Regions from separate parts of the Mus musculus genome. Here all the other regions are linked to region 5. A link is a contact called in public Hi-C, promoter capture Hi-C and targeted proximity ligation data. All regions are on one chromosome and are shown on one strand. The core of a region is the stretch at or near the end of the contact, and the rest is flanking DNA. Distances in the headings are between cores, read along the strand shown. Region 1 holds the start of Pacs1 (phosphofurin acidic cluster sorting protein 1). Region 2 holds the start of Kmt5b (lysine methyltransferase 5B). Region 3 holds the start of Efemp2 (epidermal growth factor-containing fibulin-like extracellular matrix protein 2). Region 4 holds the start of Tcirg1 (T cell, immune regulator 1, ATPase, H+ transporting, lysosomal V0 protein A3). Region 5 holds the start of Rce1 (Ras converting CAAX endopeptidase 1).

Region 1 (2,796 bases), core at 148-2,647, 650 kb before region 5:
AAAGCTCAGCCCCAGGACAGCCGTGGGGGCAGCAAGAAATACAAGGAGTTCAAATTTTAGGTCCTGCTCGCATAGCTGGCCTGCCTTTAGGCTCTTTGTATGTCTGGGCTTTCTCTGTGGCTCCCTAAAGCTAGATCTGGACTCCCTAGGCTCGTCACTTCCTGTTCTTATTTTAGACTTGTTTTGTAAATAAAGCTGTTTCCCAAGGAAGGATGAATACAGGCGCTCTTGAACCTCTCTCTCTTTTAGCTTCTGCAAAAGCATCTACTTCTTGCCTGTAATCACAGATGGCCCATAGGACTATGGGACTGTAGTTCTGAACTGAACTTGTGGGTAGTTCACTATCCCTACCCCTCCTGTGTGTGAAGGCTCTGCTGAAGGTACCTTTGGGTCTGGTCTGACCTTACTGCTTTGTCCGTGGGGAATAAAAATAGCCAGCTTAGCACCGTGGCTAGGCTGGGAAGTAACTGTAGGCTAGGGAAGTAGGCCAGGTCAGGCCTTCCTCATTGACCTTGTGGCAGAAAGGCCGATTTCTTACCTATTGGAGAACATCTGTCTCTAAATAAAATCTCAATTGTTCCAGAGTACTGGCTAACTACTTGGATTTACTAGTGTGTGTGTGTGTTGGTGGGTGGGTGGGTTTGAAGGGCTTGTTTTGTCTTCGTCACTGAGTTCTGAGAAGTTTTTTGAAAAACTAGACTAGGTTGGAGCACAGGATTCCATAACATTTGCTCAAGTACTGGGGAGAAGGTGTGGGTGTAGGAGAGTGCAAGAGCTCTAGGTAGGGTGGGGGTGTGTGGGGATGGCAGCTGATCAGGCCTTGAGAGAAATAGAATTCTAGAAATTGAGAAAGCACCGAGGCACTCTGGGACTTTTGTAAAGAAGGCTGTGTCGGGGGCGCTGTACCAAGAAAGGCTGTTGGACCTAGACAACCTTAGCTCAACTGGCTCCTGCCCACAGTCAAGCTGGAACTTAAGCTCCTTAGGTGGTGGCCGGCCCCTGGATCTCTACCTACTGCTTCTTTTGCAGAAGTGGGCGAAATAACCACAGAAGGGGTCGCCACAGCGGGCTATCCGATTTCCATGCAACGCGTGACCAGAACTACGTGTACTGCAGATCCCAGGGGCTGAGCGCGCTCTCGTACAGTCTTCTCCGGTCCGGGACCGCGCCCCGGAAAACCCGGGTTTCCGCTGGCGGGGTAGCAGCCGCCCGAGGAGGGCGGAGGGAGGAGGGGCGCGGAGCCTGCACGCCGAGGCCTGCTAGGGACTCCAGGGCCGCGCCGCGAGAGCGCGCGGGCTGTAGCCCCTTCCCGGGGGCCGCGGGGCCGAGCGCGAGTCTGGCCCCGCCCCTCGGCGCCGGTCTGGGTGGGGCCGCGGCTCCCCGCCCCTTTCGGACACGCCCACCCAGTGTCTGGGCCTCGCGGGCCGCAACAGGCGGCGGCGGGCGAGCGCGAGGACCGCGCGCAGCGAAAGCCCGCGCGTGCGTGCAGATTCGCTGGTGGCTCGCGCTCCGCCGGGCGTTCTGAGGAGACGCGCTGAGCCGCTGCCGCCGCGGGGGGAAGCCTGAGAGTCGCTCGCGTGCCCTCAGTCTGCGTAAGCCCCGCGCCCCTTCCTCCCCTGGCCAGGCCATGGCGGAACGCGGAGGGGCGGGCGGTGGTCCCGGAGGCTCCGGGGGCGGCAGCAGTCAGCGGGGCTCTGGGGTCGCCCAGTCCCCGCAGCAGCAGCCGCAGCAGCAGCCGCCGCAGCCTCAACAGCCGACGCCCCCCAAGCTGGCCCAGGCCACCTCGTCCTCCTCGTCCACCTCGGCTGCGGCCGCCTCCTCCTCGTCCTCCTCCACCTCCACCTCCATGGCCGTCGCGGTGGCCTCGGGCTCTGCGCCTCCGGGCGGTCCAGGACCAGGCCGCACCCCCGCCCCAGTGCAGATGAATTTGTATGCTACCTGGGAGGTGGACCGGAGCTCATCCAGCTGCGTGCCCAGGTGAGCAACGGGCGGCTGGGAAAAGGTGTTGGCCTAGGGGACCGCCAGGCTGGCTCTGTGACAGGCCCCGCCTCCCCATCTCTCCGGGGCGAGTGGAGGGTACGTCCTCCACTCCTAGCTCATCTTGGCTTTGGGGGGTGGGGGCTGTCTTCTCCTGGGCCTTCCAAGACTGTTGTGTGGGCCTGCCCTCTCCAGCAGTCCCACCTTCCGCCTTGGCTCGAACCACCCTCCTGTCCTCCTGGAGCAATGGTGGCCTCGGGGACCCAGCCCAGTGGCCTTCCTTGGCTGGGTCTGACCGAATCTGGCCTTCCTTACGGTCAGTAAGTCACTCTTCTTCCTGCCTCACTGGCGCCCGTGGGCTGTACATATGTTAATGTTACACAGATGTGGTAAAGATGGCTTTGATATAGTTCTTTCCCAACGTACTTAGCATGTGCCAAATTCATTTGTCACCTGTTGCAGGTAAAGCTGGTTAACACTTGGGGGTTCAGTACATACATTCATATGTTCTTCATGCTACACACATTCTCTGGGTACTCTGTGCTCTTAGTTTGGACATCAGTTGAATGTGTTCTTAAATGCAAGTTTTCATTTCCTCCTCCACTAGATACTGGTCACAGAGTCTCCAGGTTCCTATGAGCTCTGTAAAATGACTGCCTTGTTCCTAAATTCAACCCATTTTTCTGTCCATTGGAACTATCTGAAAACTTGCATCAAAAAATTATGCTTGTTTCTCTATGGCAAAGCAGTTGTTGTATATACTTCTTTGGGGACAGTGTGTTGGATTGACCCTATGCTAAGACAGCCTGCAGGGTTGGT
Region 2 (2,700 bases), core at 175-2,674, 860 kb after region 5:
GGAATCCATCCACTCGGCAGCCTCCCAACCCCTCAGGCCTGTGTCAGACAGTTTTAAGTCTAGAAAGCAGGTTTAAAAAACAAACAAACAAATCAAGTCAGGCAATCCATCTTGTCTGCTCCTCTGAGAGGACTGTCTCAGAGTGAGCGCCATCAGAAAGTTCAAGATGAACTTCACGTCTCCTCCTCTCCTTCTTGCACTCTGGCTGAACGAGCGGATGACAGATCGAGTGACGCCAGTGCCACTGCGTGGGGCCCGAGCGACTGCCCCCCACCCCCACCCCACCCCCGCGCGCGACAGTCTGAGCCTGGAGCAACAGGAAACGAGGCTCGGGCCAAAACAAAAACAACCGAAAGTTCGGCGAGCCGGCGCGAGCAGATTGGGCGAGACGCTTGCCGGCCGCCCATTGGAGAAGAGGAAAAACACAGTCCCCCAATCCCGAGCGGCCGAGCAGCTCCCCTCGTGCGGCCGCGACCCGGCCCTCGCCGACCGCTACCGCTCCCTTCCGGCCGCCGCCAACACTGCAGGCCGTGCTCGCTCGCCCGGCCGCCCCGGCCCCGCAGCCCCGCCCCGCGGCCCGGTTCCTGCACGCACGCACGCACGCACGTACGTCCTCCGCGGCTCACCGCCAGCACTGCCGGTCTTCCAGCACCGGGCCCGTCCAAGAGCTCCGCCACCGAGCTCCCGAAGCGCCCGGCTACACTTTTTGGTCCCTCCAGAAAAATTAATCACCAAAAAATATTTCCTCAGAAAAAAAAATTGGAGAGTAAAATCCAATATGGCGGCACGGACGTAGCACCGCCCGCTGCCTCCGCTGACGGAAGGGGGGGGGAAATAAAGGAGTCCGCGTCCGCCGAGGGGCCCCCCCAACCCTGCCGCCACGGCCACCACCGCGGCCCGCGCCAAGCCCCTGTCCCCGAGCCCTGGCTCGCAGCGCCGGGCCACCCCCGCCTCACAGTCCTCGGGCCTCACCTCCACCTCGCGCGCAGTCGCGGGATCTGAGAGGCATCCGCCGACTTCGGGGCTTCGCGTCCTGCGTTCTCGCGCAGCGCCGGGTGCCGCCTCCGGTCCCCGGGCGTCCTCACCTCATAGCCCCCGAGCCTCGCTGCCGCGCCGCAGACGCGTCGCCGCCCCCGGTGAGCCACCCGGACACCGCCCGGGCTCGGTGGAAGGACACGAAAAGGAGTCCACGACTGACGGCGGAGGGACACCACGCCGACACCGAGCGTGCGCGCACCTTTGCTCCGCGCTAGTGGCCGCGATGGCTTCGACGGAATTCTGCGGGAAGAGGCTGAGAGACACCAGAGAGAATGAAGTTCCCTGCCGCGGCACCCGACAGCGGAGGCACAAGAGTAAATCCCCCCCACCACCACCACCAAAGAAACCACGTCGTTGCCGTCGCTGAGCCTCGAGGCGGAGGGATCGCAGCGAGAGTCGTTCGAAGATCCCTCCGCCCGGCTGCCCTTTAAATCTCGGTGGAGGCGGCGTCGCCGCGCGCCCGGTGGGCGCCACCTAGTACCCCGGCCGCTTGCTGCCCCGCGGGGTTGGCCCCCGCCCCCGTCTCGTGCGCACCTGCACCTACCAGGGACAGCTCCCGAGCTGCGATTTCAGGGGGCAACTGCGAGGCGCACGGCGCTCCGGGCCCGCTGTGCCTCCGGGGTGCACTGAGGGGAGGCGGCCGGGAATGGCGAGTTTCTTTGTTGTGGGGATGGGTGTCGTTGGAAGCAGAAACACCCTTCAAGACCATGTGGGCCACCTGAACGGTACCACGCGGGAGGCGGGGAGGGAGCGTGCTTTGGGTCCCCCGTGCTGACACCGGCCGCTCCTTGAGCACCTACTGAGTGACAACCTTTCCACGACGCAGCCACTCCTCGCCCTCTTCGGGCTCAACCGGCGCAAGAAAGGCGGTTTGGTCCTCCGGGAGCTTGGGGCGGAAGATCCGGAGTGGCTTGCACCCACGCCTGGGGTATGGTGAAGCCCCACCCCTTGGATCTTGCAGTTGGATAAGGGGTGCCTCACAACAATAACGAGGGTCACATCCTTGTCCCTAACCAGACGTCGTTCCCAACGATCTGGTGTGTCCCTTTATTTGTCCCTCAGGGTAATCCCCAGAGGTCGAGAGTATTGTGGGTTCCAGTTTACACACAGGGAAATTGAGGCATGGACTAGTTGGGTGACTTTTCAACTACTCAGGGCTGGAGCCAGAGCCTCTTATACACTATTCTATGAAAAACGCAGGCTTTAAAGTGAAGCAGGTGGTTGGGACCTGAAGGAGGTGTTTGAGGTTGTCACGTATTGAAGCAAACACCTGAGTGAGGTGGAGGGTGTTATGGAAAGGTACGAAAATGTCCAGGCAATGGAAAGAAAGAATGCAACTCCAGCGACACATGAGACAGGGAGAACAGCTGAGGCCATTGCAGGAGGGCCCCAGCCTGCCTCGGTTCCCTGCAAACACCACTACCACACTGAACACTCACATACCTTAGCATAGTAGGCATTTTCTAGAGGATGGCTCAGCAGAGTCAAGCAAATACCAACTTAGCTCCCATTGCCCTTGCCTCTTTGATCTTGAGTACTTGACGACGCTTGTTATCCCCTTCCATAGATGGGAAACAGAGGCACAGAAACCTGCTAAGGACACATAGCTGGGAAGGTATATTTCTTCAAAACCAGAATTCCTGTGCTGACCTCAGCTGTGTG
Region 3 (2,700 bases), core at 146-2,645, 850 kb before region 5:
GTCAGGCACTCGTTGACATCTGCAGAGAGGGGCCTGCTGGGCACAGCCAGTCACCTGGGCTGGCCCTGGAGGTAGTGGGAGGCAGATGCCCAACTTGGCCTTCTCTAAGCTGAGCAACAGAGCAAGACTTTCTCTCTGCTAGGCAAACTAAGGCTGCTGACCCAGAAGCCCTGCCAGGGATTGGCAGGACTGGGAGTGGGGCCCCCTGTTTCACACTGGTATCTCCATTCTCCTGCCTCCTCAAATCCCTGCCTCTACCTTTGCCCAAGAGAAATTTTGCGGGCCTGCCGACCCACGGGGCATGCACGGCTCTCCCAGGCTGCATTGGGATAAAGAGCTGGGCTAGGCAGGTACAGTGCAGTCCAGGGAAGGTGTGCGTATTTCCTTCTCTCTGGGCAATAGCCAGGTGCTCCCTTCCCTCCTGCAGGATAGAGGCCGTTTGTCCAGCTTCTTGAAGGGGCAGGGCTCCTAACTGAGTGGCACAAGGGAAGCATGGCTGGCTACCAAGCTGGACAGGGAAAAGGGCCATCAAGTTCCTGCAGCAGCTCTGGGAGGTAAGGTATCCCTGGGAAACAACAACCCCCTTCCCAGTTCCTGAAGATGGCTAGTACCCCAGACAGAGACTCACCCCGGCAGTGCTGGCTGTCTGCATCCCACTCATAGCCATCTGTGCATTCCTGGAAGGGAACCCGATGTGGCCAGTGACCACCCTGGCTGTCTCCACCAACTAGCCAGGCCAAGACCAGGGCCAGAGTTCAGAGTCATGCTCGGGTCAGCTCCACACAATGGCCTCCAGCTTTCCACCAACCAAGCCGGGGAGAATCTTGCCCAGAAGCAGCCTCCCCAGGATCCTGATCTCACTGTCCTTCCCATCCCATCCCAAGCTGGTGACCCCACGGTCCCCACCGTGTAGCTGTCCGGCTCCTCGGGATCCTGTGGGGACGCTGCTCCCAAGAGCAACAGCAGAAACGCCCAGAGCAGCAAAGACCCGGGGAGGCAGGAGGCAAAAGGGAGCATCCTGAGGCTGGGAGGTGGTGGGCAGAAGTCAGGGGTTTCTGCCACAGCACCCCCCATTCCCTCTATCTGGAAGGGGAGCCTGGGTCCCAGCTGTCTCGTCTCAGGACTGTGCTGAGGCTGGAACCTTCCAGGGCTGGGGACAGAATCCTTTCGCAGGCCTATGGCCCAGGCCCGCAATCCCGGACCGCCCCGCCCCCGCCCCGCGAGTCGTGAAGCGCAGGCCTCCCCGCTCCGCGCAGCACCGACTCGGCCGCCAAACGGCCCGCGCCCTCCCTCCGCTGGAGGCCACTCACGCGTCGACTCCAGCAGTGCCTGCGGGCGGGCGGACGGACGGACGGACCGCGCAGCTCACTGGACGCGCGGCCCCAGGAAGCGCCCCCCGCCCGCCCGCCGGCCGCGGCCCACCCCGGCGCCTCCGCCCGCCCTTCGGCGGATTCCTGAGCCCGCGCCAGGGGGAGGGACCCCGACCCCCCGGCTTCTCCGCCCCGGCCGGCCACAGGCCCCCACCCGGTCCCCCGCGGCGCTGCCTGGAGTCGCCTGCGGACGCCCAGCCAGAGTTTCCCAAAGTTTGGATCCTTAGGCCACTGACCTTGATGCTTGGCCCCCAAACTCACCTAAGGACCCCGGGCCTTCACTCAAAATGTTATTCTGCCCACCTAGACCCTATCTAACCTGTGCCTCCGGAATCCCATGCTGTGCATTCGCACCTCCGTGTAACCCGATTCTGCGCCTCCCAGAACCTACTAGGCATTTAATCCTCAGAGCTTCAAATTCTACTCCTTTCAGAATTTTATCCAGTGTTAAACCATCATCACTTAGATGATCCTAAAACTTCATCCAAGGTTTCCAGACCCTCGTCCAACTTAATTAATTGTCCAAATTAATTGTCCAATTCCCTCTGCATCCACATCCACGGCCTCCAGGTGGTCTCTTTACTTGGGGTACTGCTTCCCCAAGCCGTGCCAGCGCAAAACTACAGTAGTATGGGGGAGAGGGCAGCAGTATTCTTGGCTCGAAATGAATGGAAGCCCCTGGGAAGGCGGGCAAGCTTGAACTTGGGCGCGGAGGACACTAGGGCCCAGTGCCAGCCCTTTCCCGAGCCTCTTCCCATCCAAGTCCCCCACCCAGTTTCCGCCTCCGCCCCCAGCGGAGATCATGCCTTGGAGGCGGAGTCTGGGTGCCTCCAGCGCCCAGGAAGGGGTGAATGGGCGGGACTTCGCGTTGCCCACGTCTCAAGGCGGGCCTAGACGGGAAAGGGTTGCGTGTCCAGGGTTCCCGTGCCTGGCCCAGACCGCTAGCGGCAATAACCAGGTCTTCCTTAACTTTCCCTTACCCAACCTCTTTCCATCTTGTTTGTTTGTTTGTTTTTGTTTTGTCATTTTGAGACAGGGTCTCACATTGTGTAACTCTGACTGTTCTGGAACTCACTAAGTAGATGAGGCCTCGAACTCACAAAGATCCGCCTGTTTCTGCCTCCTAGGCTCTGGGATGAAAGGTGTACACTACCATGCTCCGCTCTGCCTTGACGTTTAAAAAAAAAAATCTGCTTCATTTCATTTAACTGTCTGAGTGGTAATGTATGTGGTATATTCGTGTGTACCTATTCACCTTATGTTTTAAGACAGGGTTTGTCGCTGGAAATTACTAATTTAGCTAGATTGCGTGGCCAGAGTGCCAGAGTGG
Region 4 (2,700 bases), core at 37-2,536, 720 kb after region 5:
CTTATCCTGAGATTGCACAGAAAAGCTTAGTGTGGCCACATGTCTGTGACCCTCTGCTGGAGGATGGAGTCAAGTGGATCCCAGAGTCCCTGGCTAGCCAAACTTAATCAAAATGGCAAGTTTCAGGTTCAGTGAGAGAGACTGGCTCAAAAACTGAGTGCAACAGGTGGCCAACTGAGGAAAATTCCTGCTGCTCACCTCAGGCCTCCATGGGTGCCTGCACGGGGAGTGTAGCCGCACACTTGCACCCAACATCCCTAAGGTCAGGGTGTCCTTTGGGGAACAGGAAGCTTGCTAGGGGGTGACAGTCACAAGGGAATGACATAGGTCCTGCTGCCTCTGAGCTGGCCTTGCCTCTGGCTACTACATCCCCTTTGCCCACTAAGTTCTCTGACTCCTCCCAAGTGTGGGTGTTATACTTGTTACCGTTTCAGACACCGCCCTCACCTCTACCCCGACCCTGTGTGGGCACACACACATTGTGTGTGTGGGGGGGGGGACGGGACTGCTGCTAGCTTGGTTCTCCTATTCTTATGTACACTTCTACTGTATTCACAACTACAGCTTTATGGCCCGTCTGTTGTCTGTTCCCCCACAGTGAAGAGCACTGGCTTGTGCCCCCTGGTACACTTGTGTGAGGGTCCTCACCAAGTCACCTCAGACCCATGTCATACCTGTTTTCTGGGGATACCTACCCACTTCGACTCAGTTTTCAGGTTGCCTTAGGCTTCCATTCTATACTCCCCCCACACATTAGAGCCCTTGTTTATTGAATGGGGCTCAAGGGTCAGCACAGCTGAGGGGCCCCTTGTCCCTCTGGTCCCCATTGGGTACAGTCCAGCCTGTCCAAAGTACAGGCAGCTGAATGGTCCTGAATCCCAGTTTCCATACCTCAAGGGCTAGGAAGGAGGTTGAGGCACTTCTGGAGTCTCCAGGCTCCTGGGTCAAGTTCCTCCGCAGAGACTGGCCCAACCAACACCCTGCTGCCAGTGGAGAGGGGCCCATAGCGTGGGCCCACCCTTACCCAGCATAGTCTGAGCTGGGTGAGGTTGGGTAGCAGCCGATCTTGCACAATAGCGAAGTAGCTTGAAGCAGATTGTACGTACTAGGAAGGTGAAGGTGGCCTATCCTTAAGGTCCTACCTGTCATCTCCCGATTATCGGGATTTTTTTGTCGGTTATCTCCCGATTCCCGGGATTAAACGATTCCGGGGCGTCCAGACACCGCCCTCACCCCCACCCCCACCCCGCGCCCGAACTCAGTGGGGGGCGGGACAGGGCGGGCAGTGGGCAGGCCGTCACAGGCCACACCCACTCCGGTATTTCGAAGCTGGAGTGAGCTGCACTGGCCGGAGGGCGGGCTCAGATCCTAAGCCGAAGTTGAGCGAAGAGTCCACCTGGGTGAGTGTCCTGCTAAACTGAGGAACCCCAGCCCTGCCTACCAACTGCTTCTTCCTCCGCCTGGACAAGGGTCCAGGCGCCCTGCCCGACTCCGGGTGGAGGCAACTCAGAGGCCACGCGACCGTGTCAGGCAGTCTGGGATGCAGGCAGGCCGCAAGGAGAAGCAGAGGATAGGTTGCTAGCTCCGGGAAACTTCAGAGCCTGAGCTCATGGAGGCCCCTGCTGCGTCTGGCTCTGAACGAGGGACCCATTCTACAGATGAGGAAACGGAAGCCATCCTACTAGGAAGTGGCCGGGCTCAAGGCAGACTCCAGCCCCTCTCCTCATCCTCCGAAGAGCAGGGTCTGGGAGAAAAGGCAGGGGTTGAAGGAAGACTAGGAAAGGGGGTGCAGGAGTAAGGCAGAACACCGGGGCCTCAGGGGAAGGCCAGATCGCGAGTGGTGTGTGTGGGTCTAGCTCGCAGATTACAGGACAGGACCTAGTAACAAAATCAAGGTATGTAATGTGGACTGTCTGCAGGGAGCATGGGGGAACTTCCGTTTGTCTTGCATGTACATGTCTAGCATCCCTTGGCTGGAGCACCCGAGTGCTGGTGGTTATGGCGCTGGGACTAGGCAGGATGTGCCAAGTCAGAGCAGCGTCCCTCTGTCTGGGACAGACCCCTCTGTGGTGTGGTTCTAGTTGGCCATGTGACCTTAGACTTCACCTTACTCCACCTGGGTTGGCCCATTTATAAATTAAGGCCAGGATAGGAGGAGTGGTGGTAGCACAAGCCTTTAATCCCAGCACTCAGGAGGCAGAGGTGGGCTGATCTCTGAGTTCAAGGCCAGTCTGATCCCCAGAGCCAGTTCCAGGACAGTCAAGGCTACACAGAGAAATCCTTTCTTGAAAAACGGACAAACAAAAAAATCGTAAGGCTGGGTTGTCCACTAGGAATTGGGGGGAAGGGGTGTTTATAGAAAGAAGTAAGATGTGGGGAGTCTGATTTTTCGTTTATCTCCTCACTCACATCTTTCCTGCCAGGGGTGGCCAATTCAATCAAAGAGGAAACAGGCCCAGAGAGGGCAAGTGACTTACCCAGTGTCACATAGCTGCTTACAATTTGGGGAGGACCCTAGAGACTTAGTCCCTGGCTCTGTGCACCCAGCCCTCCCTGCTCACCCCTGCCTGTGCAGGGCCTGGCTCTTCTGAAGCCCTTGACTACCATCTGAATTCTTTCCTTTCCCAAGCTGGGGACAGGACTGTGGTTTCCCCTTAAGTAAACCAGACCTAGGGAGGAAGTGGTCTGCTGGGCAGACCC
Region 5 (2,822 bases), core at 53-2,552:
TGCACATTAGCCTTTCCAGAGAAACGTGCATTCATTGACTCAGGAGGAATCAGCCAAGGCAAGACTCTGTAAATCTGCACCTGCGAGGCTGGGGATGTAGCTCAGTGTCAGAGTTGGTTTGCTTGTCAATACCGAGTTTGATCCTCCTCTGTGTTTGTTCTTCCAAAACTGGATCTACTACGGATTAGTGATGGTGGTTCCCAACCTTCCTGACGCTGCCACCTTTTAATACAGTGCCTCGTGCTGTGGTGATCCCCAACCATACAGTTATCTTCAGTGTTACTAATTAACTGTCATTTTGCCACTGTTATGCACCACAGTGTAAGTATCTGATGTGCGACCCGCAGGTTGAGAACCGCTGAGCTAAAGCATGTTCACGAGTGTCTAATTCCAGCACTTGGGTGTTAGAAGCAAGATGATCACTTTAAGGCTAGCCTGGGTTTCAAGAGAGTCTGTCTGAACATCAACAACAAAAAGCTGCCTCTGTAGTAACTGCCTAGAACAATACCAGAGAGAGATTGAGTTGCTTATTGCCCGAAGCAAAGCTTAGGTTCAGAGAGGAACTTGAAATGCATATCACCTAGTTTGGGCGGAAAGTTAGATGTCGCCTATCATGGGAGGTCAGGTACTGAAATGTTTTCATCCGGAAAGGTGGAGCGGGAGAGTTAATTTAGAACGATACCCCTGCCCCAACAATCTCTGTAGCATTGGCACAAATCTTCGGGAGTAAGATGAAATGGGCTTGTTCTCTCCTAGAATCCATCGGGCAAGCAGAAAACAAGAGGCCCAAGAGGGGCAGCCCCAACCATGGCAGGGAAGAATCGCGAGTTCTGGGCTCAGCAAGAGACCGGAGCCCGCCAAAATCCGCCACGCGCGACCGCGAGCTCACCGAGGTCTCCCTCACTGCTAGAGGATCGCAGACCCAAGCGGCCCACGGCAGGGCCCAGGCGGCAGAGGCAGCTAGCCCTGCGGGCGGCCTGGAGGTACCGCAGCGAGAGCAGGGCGGGTGCGGGCCTGAGCTACCACCGCCGGGTCCTCACCACCGCCTCCTCTGCTCCCGCAGGACTTGTGGCTACAGGAGGTATCCAATCTGTCCGAGTGGCTGAATCCGGGACACAGGTCCTAAGCATTCTCTCTGAGACGCCCAGCAAGCCAAGGAAGCCCGGGACACGTGTGTCACAACTTCTGTATTTCAATAAAGCCGTTCCAAGCACAAAGTATCAACTATCGTGCAAGGGGAGGGGCGCCCGGGGGACCCGACAACTCGCGCCGCCGCCTGACGTCACCTACGCCGTCGCGTCACTGCCGCGCGCCACGGGTCCGGGCGTGATGGCGGCGCTGGGCGGGGACGGGCTGCGTTTACTGTCGGTATCGCGGCCAGAGCGGCAGCCCGAGTCAGCCGCGCTGAGCGGCCCGGGCTCGGGGCTGTGCTGCTGGGTGTCTGTGTTCTCCTGCTTCAGCCTCGCCTGCTCCTACGTGGGCAGCCTCTACGTGTGGAAGAGCGAGCTGCCCAGGTGCGGGGGATGCGCGCGCGGCCGGGATCTGCGCCCTCGTGGGGCGGGGCTGCGGGCGGAGCTTGGGCCGGACGGGGGTGGGGCCGCGTTGGCGTGGTTGCTGCAGGCCCCCCGGAACTTACTGTCCCTTTTCCTAGGGACCACCCCGCTGTTATCAAGCGGCGTTCCACCAGTGTCCTGGTAGTGTCCAGCTTGTCCCCTCTTTGCGTGCTGCTCTGGAGGGAACTCACTGGCATCCAGGTGCGAAGGAGGTGGGTGGGGCACAGGGCAGCTAGGGGAAGAATCTAGAATTTTGTGGGAGGGAACATCACTAACGCCCCCTTTCCTGTGGCTCAGCCAGGCACATCACTGCTTACCTTGATGGGCTTCAGGCTGGAGGGCATTTTCCCAGCAGCGCTGCTGCCCCTGCTGCTAACTATGGTGAGTCCTGCTTTATTTTTCCAACTCTGTTGTCACTAGTGTAATGACGTGCCCTGCTTGGGTACAGCTTTTGGCAGATGGAAGACAGGAATTATGATGTGGCCCCCTAAGCTTCTGGTGTACATGGCTGGGAAACCCTAGAACTCAGGAAACCTGAGGTCTGGTGAGGCTGACCAAGGGCATAGGTGTGGGCAAGGTCATTGGATTGTGGTAAAAGGCTTTCATTTTATGTTTGCCCCCCCCCCCCAGATCCTTTTCCTGGGTCCACTGATGCAGCTCTCTATGGATTGCCCTTGTGACCTGACAGATGGGCTGAAGGTTGTCCTGGGTGAGTCTTCAAGACTGAGGAAAAGGTAGGCACAGGCAGTCCAGAACACTGGGGAAAGGAGTCAGTGAGATGGTGTGATCTGGACTGAAGAGGTGAGATGTCACCTCTCAGCGTGTGTTTCCACATCAGTAAAATGGATTACATTGCTGAGTACCCTGTAAGTGTGATACTCAAGGAGGCCTGTCTGGACCACAAACAGCACTTGATATGGGCCAGACAGCATCTTCCCCTGCTCTCTCATCATTTGGCTTCCCCAAAGATTGGCCTTGGTAAAATTTGGGTGCCTCTGGAATTTTCTGTGACTCCCTCATCTACTGCTGCCTTCCCTTCCTGCTGCCAGCCATCTCAAGCCGTTGTAATTTGGTCTGATAAGGCTTGTTCCCTTCCCCATTCTGATTCCCAGGATCTCCTAAACTGAGTTTGGCTCGAGTAAATCTGTGGGAGAGGGCCCAGATGTCTCTAGTAACCAGGCACTCACTGCTTATCCTGAATATTCACTCTAGCCCCTCGTTCTTGGGCCCGCTGCCTCACAGACATGCGCTGGCTACGAAACCAAGTTA

What was found. Promoter capture Hi-C pulls out the DNA fragments that hold promoters and counts their contacts. A called contact is a pair of places that touch in the nucleus more often than the background predicts.
Region 1: a contact with region 5 is called in a targeted proximity ligation map of the SCID.adh cell line, with 6 times the contacts expected there. A contact is called at or near these places in 5 of 39 promoter capture datasets (embryonic stem cells, hippocampal neurons, liver and 2 more), 2 of 484 Hi-C or Micro-C datasets (CD4 T cells and embryonic stem cells), 6 of 130 datasets of targeted methods (the SCID.adh cell line, embryonic stem cells, memory CD8 T cells and 1 more) and 1 of 9 other capture datasets (adipose tissue).
Region 2: a contact with region 5 is called in a Hi-C map of regulatory T cells, with 6 times the contacts expected there. A contact is called at or near these places in 3 of 484 Hi-C or Micro-C datasets (CD8 T cells, embryonic stem cells and regulatory T cells) and 1 of 130 datasets of targeted methods (bone marrow-derived macrophages).
Region 3: a contact with region 5 is called in a promoter capture Hi-C map of liver, with 2.1 times the contacts expected there. A contact is called at or near these places in 1 of 39 promoter capture datasets (liver) and 1 of 130 datasets of targeted methods (pancreatic cancer cells).
Region 4: a contact with region 5 is called in a targeted proximity ligation map of pancreatic cancer cells. A contact is called at or near these places in 1 of 484 Hi-C or Micro-C datasets (CD8 T cells), 1 of 130 datasets of targeted methods (pancreatic cancer cells) and 1 of 9 other capture datasets (liver).

What each region holds. Positions count from the first base shown.
Region 1 is chr19:5,271,720-5,274,515 of GRCm38.p6, reverse strand. Pacs1 (phosphofurin acidic cluster sorting protein 1) reads left to right here and starts at 1,397. Exons shown (of 24, transcript NM_153129.3): 1 at 1,397-1,977. The coding sequence starts at 1,628. It overlaps Sf3b2 (splicing factor 3b, subunit 2), which reads left to right. Exons shown (of 21, transcript NM_030109.2): 21 at 1-595. The coding sequence ends at 60.
Region 2 is chr19:3,766,613-3,769,312 of GRCm38.p6, reverse strand. It overlaps Kmt5b (lysine methyltransferase 5B), which reads right to left and starts at 1,424. Exons shown (of 11, transcript NM_001379678.1): 1 at 973-1,424.
Region 3 is chr19:5,473,385-5,476,084 of GRCm38.p6, reverse strand. Efemp2 (epidermal growth factor-containing fibulin-like extracellular matrix protein 2) reads right to left here and starts at 1,395. Exons shown (of 11, transcript NM_021474.3): 1 at 1,311-1,395; 2 at 907-1,024; 3 at 629-677; 4 at 1-19. The coding sequence starts at 1,017.
Region 4 is chr19:3,905,719-3,908,418 of GRCm38.p6, reverse strand. Tcirg1 (T cell, immune regulator 1, ATPase, H+ transporting, lysosomal V0 protein A3) reads left to right here and starts at 1,286. Exons shown (of 20, transcript NM_001136091.2): 1 at 1,286-1,400.
Region 5 is chr19:4,624,125-4,626,946 of GRCm38.p6, reverse strand. Rce1 (Ras converting CAAX endopeptidase 1) reads left to right here and starts at 1,302. Exons shown (of 8, transcript NM_023131.2): 1 at 1,302-1,514; 2 at 1,652-1,754; 3 at 1,851-1,934; 4 at 2,184-2,262; 5 at 2,766-2,822. The coding sequence starts at 1,330. Gm960 (predicted gene 960) reads left to right here. Exons shown (of 15, transcript NM_001033447.3): 15 at 757-1,106. The coding sequence ends at 1,106.